Linked DNA regions of Sus scrofa: region 1 is linked to region 2. A link is a contact called in public HiChIP or PLAC-seq data. All regions are on one chromosome and are shown on one strand. Each heading gives the region's core, a stretch centred on a gene start, on an enhancer-like site or on the middle of the called end of the contact. The rest is flanking DNA. Distances are from core to core; before and after follow the strand shown. Region 1 holds the start of DDIT4 (DNA-damage-inducible transcript 4). Region 2 holds the start of ASCC1 (activating signal cointegrator 1 complex subunit 1).

Region 1 (2,897 bases), core at 228-2,727, 35 kb after region 2:
GGTTTTCCCATCTGGAAAGTGGGAGTGGGATGCAAGGTTTGAATTCTGGTGCTTTACAGTCTTAAGTCTTGGTTTGCCCAAAAGGCCCACCGGTCAGCCTTTTTTTTTTTTTTTTTTTAATTTTAATGGGGGGGGGGAGTGGCAGTGGCCCGACTACTCCTGTAAGTGTCTTCGGTCACGCGCAAGTCTGCCCCTAGGCGAGGCCTGCCAGTCTGATCTGGTTAGGCTCTGGCCCGCCCCGGGACGGGAGGGAGCATCTGATGTAAGCTGGGTTCTCTCTTCCATCAGAATCCTGTGTCCCAGATTGATGAACCTTTAAATAAATAAAGGTCGAATCCGTCCGAACCTCTTCCCACCGTCAGCAACCTCTGTCACTCTTTGAGCACCGCCGTCGGGCCTGATTTCTTGGGGCCCAGTGTGCATGACGAAATAGGGGATGGCGATTGCACTCCGGGGCTTTTCTGGAGACCTAGCTCCTCGGTCCTGACGCAACTCTCCAGGTCTTTTACACAAAGCGTTTGGTAGAGAGGGGCGCTAGGACCCGGCGGATGCCTGAGGCCTCTAAGCTGCAGCTGGCTGGGGAGGCACTGCTGCACCGCAGTCGGTCGGTAGGGCCGGCGGGTGGGTCAGTGTGTCCGTCTGATGTAGGTCCCAGTTCGCAGCTCCCGGACCAAGCGCCAGGAACTGGGGCCTATCAATATTCCTTCAACCACATTCCCCAAACCCTGTCTTTGAAGGCAGCTGGAGGGTGGGCGCTGACGCGGTTAGGAAACTAGGCTCACATCGGGGGCATGGACACCGCCCCCCCTCATTAATCCATCCTCTGGGTCTGTAGAGTAACGGGCAAGTAGGCAAGTGCGGCCGCCCAGAAAGGGAGCAGAGTGCTCTGAGCTGCTGTTTTGGGGCCCCACCCCCATATCCTGACCCCTGGTAAGGAAGGTTAGTGTGGGGTACTTGCGCGAGAGTGGGCTGGGTTAACGTCTGCTCCCCCGGGCATCCAGCCCTGCTCCTAGTTGTACCCATAGCTCGCAGGCTCCCACAAGCTGAGGGCAACCGTTTTCCTTGCCTGTTGCCCTCTCAAGTTCCCCTGCCTCTTCCCCCGCGCGGCCGCGGCCTAACCCCTCCCCCAGCAATACGACCCTATAATAAACAAGTCTTTCCTTGATCCTCCCCTGCCGCGAGCGCCCTCGGGGACCTTGGCAGCTGCAGCCGCCGCCGCCGCCGCCGCCGCCGCCGCCGCGGATCCCTTCCAGAAAGGGGGCGTGGCCGTGGCTCGGGGGTTCCGCCGAGAGCTTTCTGGGGCTCAACGGAGGCGGGGCCAGGCGGCTGTCACCGGGCAGGAGAGAACGTTGCGAACGTGCGCCCGGAGTCCATTGGCCGAGATGGGCCACACTCCCGGGTCTGGATTGGGCCGTGGCGCGGAAGGGGTGTGGCCTCCCCGCGCTAGTCCTTATAGGTCCCTCGGCGCTGGTGCTAGGGACCGAGGCAGGCCGAGGGGGAGGTGAGGCTGAGGAGAAGGGACAGGTCTGGGCAGAGCTCGGGGGTTGGCACCAGTTCGCGCACCCATTCAAGCGGTCAAGCGGCTGTACGCACTCGTCAGAGCAGTTCTCGCTAACTGCTCTAGCTGGTGAGTGTCCCTTCTGTGTGTGCGCGGATCGATGAGCAGGGAGGCCTCAGCCGCGGGGGTCGTAGCGCTCTGAGTCTGGTCCACCCCTCAGACTGACGCCGGGCCCGTGTCGCTCTTGTCTTACAGCGTCTTCTGCGCTCCAGCACCGGTGAGCTCATCTGCAAACGTCCTGGCGTCCGTCCTCACCATGCCTAACCTTTGGGATCGCTTCTCGTCGTCCTCCTCCTCTTCGTCTTCGTCCTTGTCCCGAACTCCCACCCCAAATCAGCCTCCGCGTTCAGCCTGGGGGTCAGCGGCCCGGGAAGAAGGGCTCGGTCGCTGCGCGAGCCTGGAGAGCTCGGACTGCGAGTCCTTGGACAGCAGCAACAGTGGCTTTGGGCCGGAGGAAGGTAAGCCGCCGCGGGCGAGGGCCGGACGCGACTCGAGGGGCGGGGAAGGTGAGAAAGGACCTCGCTGAAAAGAGTCAAAGCCACCTTGGCTTCGTAGGCCACCAGAATCCAGATCGCAGAGCGGGGACAGGCCAGAGGAGGGGGTTGAAGCATAGGGTATGATGAGTGTGCGGCAGAAACTGAGGCACGGAGGGGCAAGAGGAGTGCTGCTTTCTTAGCGAAACAGCACCTCCTCCTTTTGGAACTGCTCTTACCTTCCTTCCCTATGTGCTTTCCCTTCCAGACTCTGCATACCTGGATGGGGTGTCCCTGCCTGACTTCGAGCTGCTCAGCGACCCTGAGGATGAGCACCTGTGTGCCAGCCTGATGCAGCTGCTGCAGGAGAGCCTGGCCCAGGCGCGGCTGGGCTCGCGGCGCCCCGCGCGCCTGCTGATGCCCGGCCAGCTGGTGAGCCAGGTGGGCAAAGAACTGCTGCGCCTGGCCTATAGTGAGCCGTGCGGCCTGCGGGGGGCGCTGCTGGACGTCTGCGTAGAGCAGGGCAAGAGCTGCCACAGCGTGGGCCAGCTGGCCCTCGACCCCAGCCTTGTGCCCACCTTCCAGCTGACCCTCGTGCTGCGCCTGGACTCACGCCTCTGGCCTAAGATCCAGGGGCTGTTTAGCTCCGCCAACTCTCCCTTCGTCCCCGGCTTCAGCCAGTCCCTGACGCTGAGCACTGGCTTCCGAGTCATCAAGAAGAAGCTGTACAGCTCCGAGCAGCTGCTCATTGAAGAATGTTGAACTTGGGCCTGGGGGCCGACACTGCCCCCATGGCAGAGACAGTTGAACTTTTGGGGTGGACGTTGGCAGGCAGGAGCTGAGGGCCTGTTGCCTGTCGTTAGAAA
Region 2 (2,828 bases), core at 290-2,789:
ACCCACTCTAACCAGCATGGTAATTAAGAAAAGCAGGGATATTTAATACACTTATCCTCAAGGGGAGGACAAAAGATCCTGAAGAACTTTTAGAGGTGTTAAAACTATATGCGCAACAAAATCAAAATGCCTATCAGAATCAAATATGACTTAAGCAACATGGTTCTCCAAACGAACACATTGCTGAGGGGAGGAATCCAATTTCTGTGGGCCCCCAAACTGTACATCACTTCACTGAGAGGCCAAGCTTCTAAACATCACTTAAAGAATCAATAATTCTGGAAAGAGGAGTTCCCTTCATTGCTCAGTGGTTAACAAACCCGACTAGGAATCATGAGGATGCGGGTTCCATCCCTGGCCTTGCTCAGTGGGTTAAGGATCCAACATTTCTGTGAGCTGTGGTATAGTTCCTGTGGGCTTAGATCCCCCACGTTGCTGTGGTTGTGGTGTAGGCTGGCAGCTACAGCTTCAATTCGACCCCTAGGCTGGGAAGTTCAACATGCCGTGGGTGCAGCCTGAAAAAAAGAAAAAAAAAATCTGGAAACAAAGATTCCTTATGGGCTAGCCATAGTTAAGCTCAACCAATGTTCCCACTATATGTGTTAGACGGTCATGAAGCCCAAAATAAGTTAGAGTTCCCCCTCAAAAAATCAATTCTCACTAAATACCCTAACGCTCAACCCAATCCCAGCAAGAAAATAGCTTTAATTGGTAATTTGCTTACAGAACCAAGTGGTGATTTCCTGTTGAGATTAGCAGTAAAATGAATAAAATAATAAGTAAAATAAACAGACTTGAATGTCAGAAGGGGTATAATTATCAAGTTTAATGACTTTACATCCTAGTGCCCTATTCCTCCAGGACCTTTCAAATAAATCTCTCCACAAAAGTAGATTTTAATGTTAAGGAAGGGCGCTGAGACTGAGCTCTGGGAAAGAGCGTTGTCTGAGATAGGAAGCTGTTCATCTGCCTTTCCTTGGGATACGAGTCTGCTCAGAAGGATGGCGGAATAACAAATTTAACCCTGCAGCGTGACGGTTTGGTAAGAGAGAGCAAAGCAGAAGGCCTGAAATGCCGTGCGTTAAGATAAAACCCTAAATGACAAAAGTGAGCAAGAAAAAATAAAACGAGTACTCCAAAGGTAGCGGAGAAATACGGACCCCACAGCAAAAAGAAAATCCGGGAACGAGGAGGAGAAGGACCCGGAAGTCCTCTCCGCCCCGGCCACGCCCACTACTGCAAGGGGCACGCGCACGCCGCTGCCGGTCCCTCCACGCGGGCGCGAGCACGGCGCCGCCCTTGTCGATGTTAACTCGGCCGCACCAGTCGGCCTTGGGGGCGGGGCTGTAGGGGAAAGTGCCAAAGCTGCTGAGGTAAGTGGCCGAGGGCTCAGGGACCCTCGAGAGCCTGGTGGAAAGGGACTTGATCTCTGGGATCCTACCTGCAGGGACTAGTAAAATGGAGAAAGTAGGAGGAGGAATGGGAGCCTGCCGCAGAGGGCGTGCAAGAGGAAATTTCCTTAGGCCGCGCCTGGCTAGTGCGCATGCGGGCCGAGGGCTGGCGCCTGCGCAGTGGAACGGCGCTGTTGGCGTAGCCCTCTGGGGACTCGATGGCGGGTCGGGGTGGGGGTGGGGGTGAGGCTGTGGCTGTGACTTGGAGGTAGCTTGAGAACCGTTGGCGTTCTGATCCCTCCTCTTGGCAGCCCATTTCTTTCCGCCCCACTTGTTTTTAGCTGCACATCTTTTTGAATGGTAATCCAGCTGTTTAAGTGAAACACAGCGGAATGAATGTTTTCTTGATGATGGAGTTTAATAATTGCTTCTAATAATTTGCCATTGTACCAGCGTACTTCCTTCAGTATCTTTATGATAGGACATTTTTAAAAGGAAAAGGTTCTTTCTAAGATAGGTATATATCTGCCAGGAAGGAAAGTAGTTTATGAATACGAGGTCATCCCCATCGTATATGAAGTAAATGTGTTGATTATCTCACCAATGTGAACACAGCCGTGCTGTATCTCCCCAGAGAGCATTGTTCTACTGCAAGGATCGCTACTGCTAATAGTTCCAGCTTTCCTGATAGCGTCAAATCCCAGGTTACCTCATCATCAGTATTTAAACATTTGTCAAAATTTTACAGAGCATCAACTTTGGGCATAGCAGCCAAGTGGGAGAAAGAGTTATGTAAATAGATCTGCAGAATGAGGAAGAAAAACAAAATGATAATGAACCAGTCCTCTTCATACCAATCTTCTCTAGCCCCTGGGTAACCTTTGCTGAGCTGCTCGCCCTGTGTTCTGTCATTTGTTCATTATTCAGGAGAAATTGTGATCCAGGTTCTGTGCTAGGCCTCCAGGGTAAAAAGATAACTCCTCCCCCTTTTCCTAAGAAAGGGGTTCTTCCTAAGATTATGAACCTTAAAAGTGTGAAGTGCATGTTAGTGTGAAGTGCATGTTCCCTCTTTCTGAGCAGGTTCTTTCCCCTCTAGGAGTGTGCTGACTATATGTCAAATGGAGGGAGTAATAACTTTTCCCTTGAGTGTGTTGAAACAATAAGTATGAAAAACCGGGATCTGGATAAAGCAGTGAGATCCTGCTGTATGGCACTGGGAACTATATCTAGTCACTTGTGATGAAGCATGATGGAAGATAATGTAAGAAAAAGAATGTATATATGTGTGCGTGACTGGGTCACTTTGCTGTACAGTAGGAAATTGACAGGACACTGTAAACCAACTTAATGGAAAAAATAAAAATCATTTAAAAAAACTGATCTGGCATAGGGAAAAAATGATTCAGGAAAAAATCATTAGTGATTTTGGATAACTAA

The links. HiChIP or PLAC-seq counts read pairs in DNA pulled down with a chosen protein or histone mark.
Region 1: an H3K27ac HiChIP or PLAC-seq map of skeletal muscle shows a contact between it and region 2. The contact joins the promoter of DDIT4 here to the promoter of ASCC1 in region 2. A contact is called at or near these places in 1 of 5 promoter capture datasets (liver), 14 of 47 Hi-C or Micro-C datasets (alveolar macrophages, blood, brain and 7 more) and 2 of 2 datasets of contacts at active chromatin or transcription factors (alveolar macrophages and skeletal muscle).

Annotation. Positions count from the first base shown.
Region 1 is chr14:75,116,231-75,119,127 of Sscrofa11.1, forward strand. DDIT4 (DNA-damage-inducible transcript 4) reads left to right here and starts at 1,478. Exons shown (of 3, transcript NM_001243452.1): 1 at 1,478-1,627; 2 at 1,754-2,016; 3 at 2,300-2,897. The coding sequence starts at 1,815. The coding sequence ends at 2,793.
Region 2 is chr14:75,081,442-75,084,269 of Sscrofa11.1, forward strand. It overlaps ASCC1 (activating signal cointegrator 1 complex subunit 1), which reads right to left and starts at 1,540. Exons shown (of 11, transcript NM_001244083.1): 1 at 1,442-1,540. It overlaps ANAPC16 (anaphase promoting complex subunit 16), which reads left to right and starts at 1,232. Exons shown (of 4, transcript NM_001190225.1): 1 at 1,232-1,373.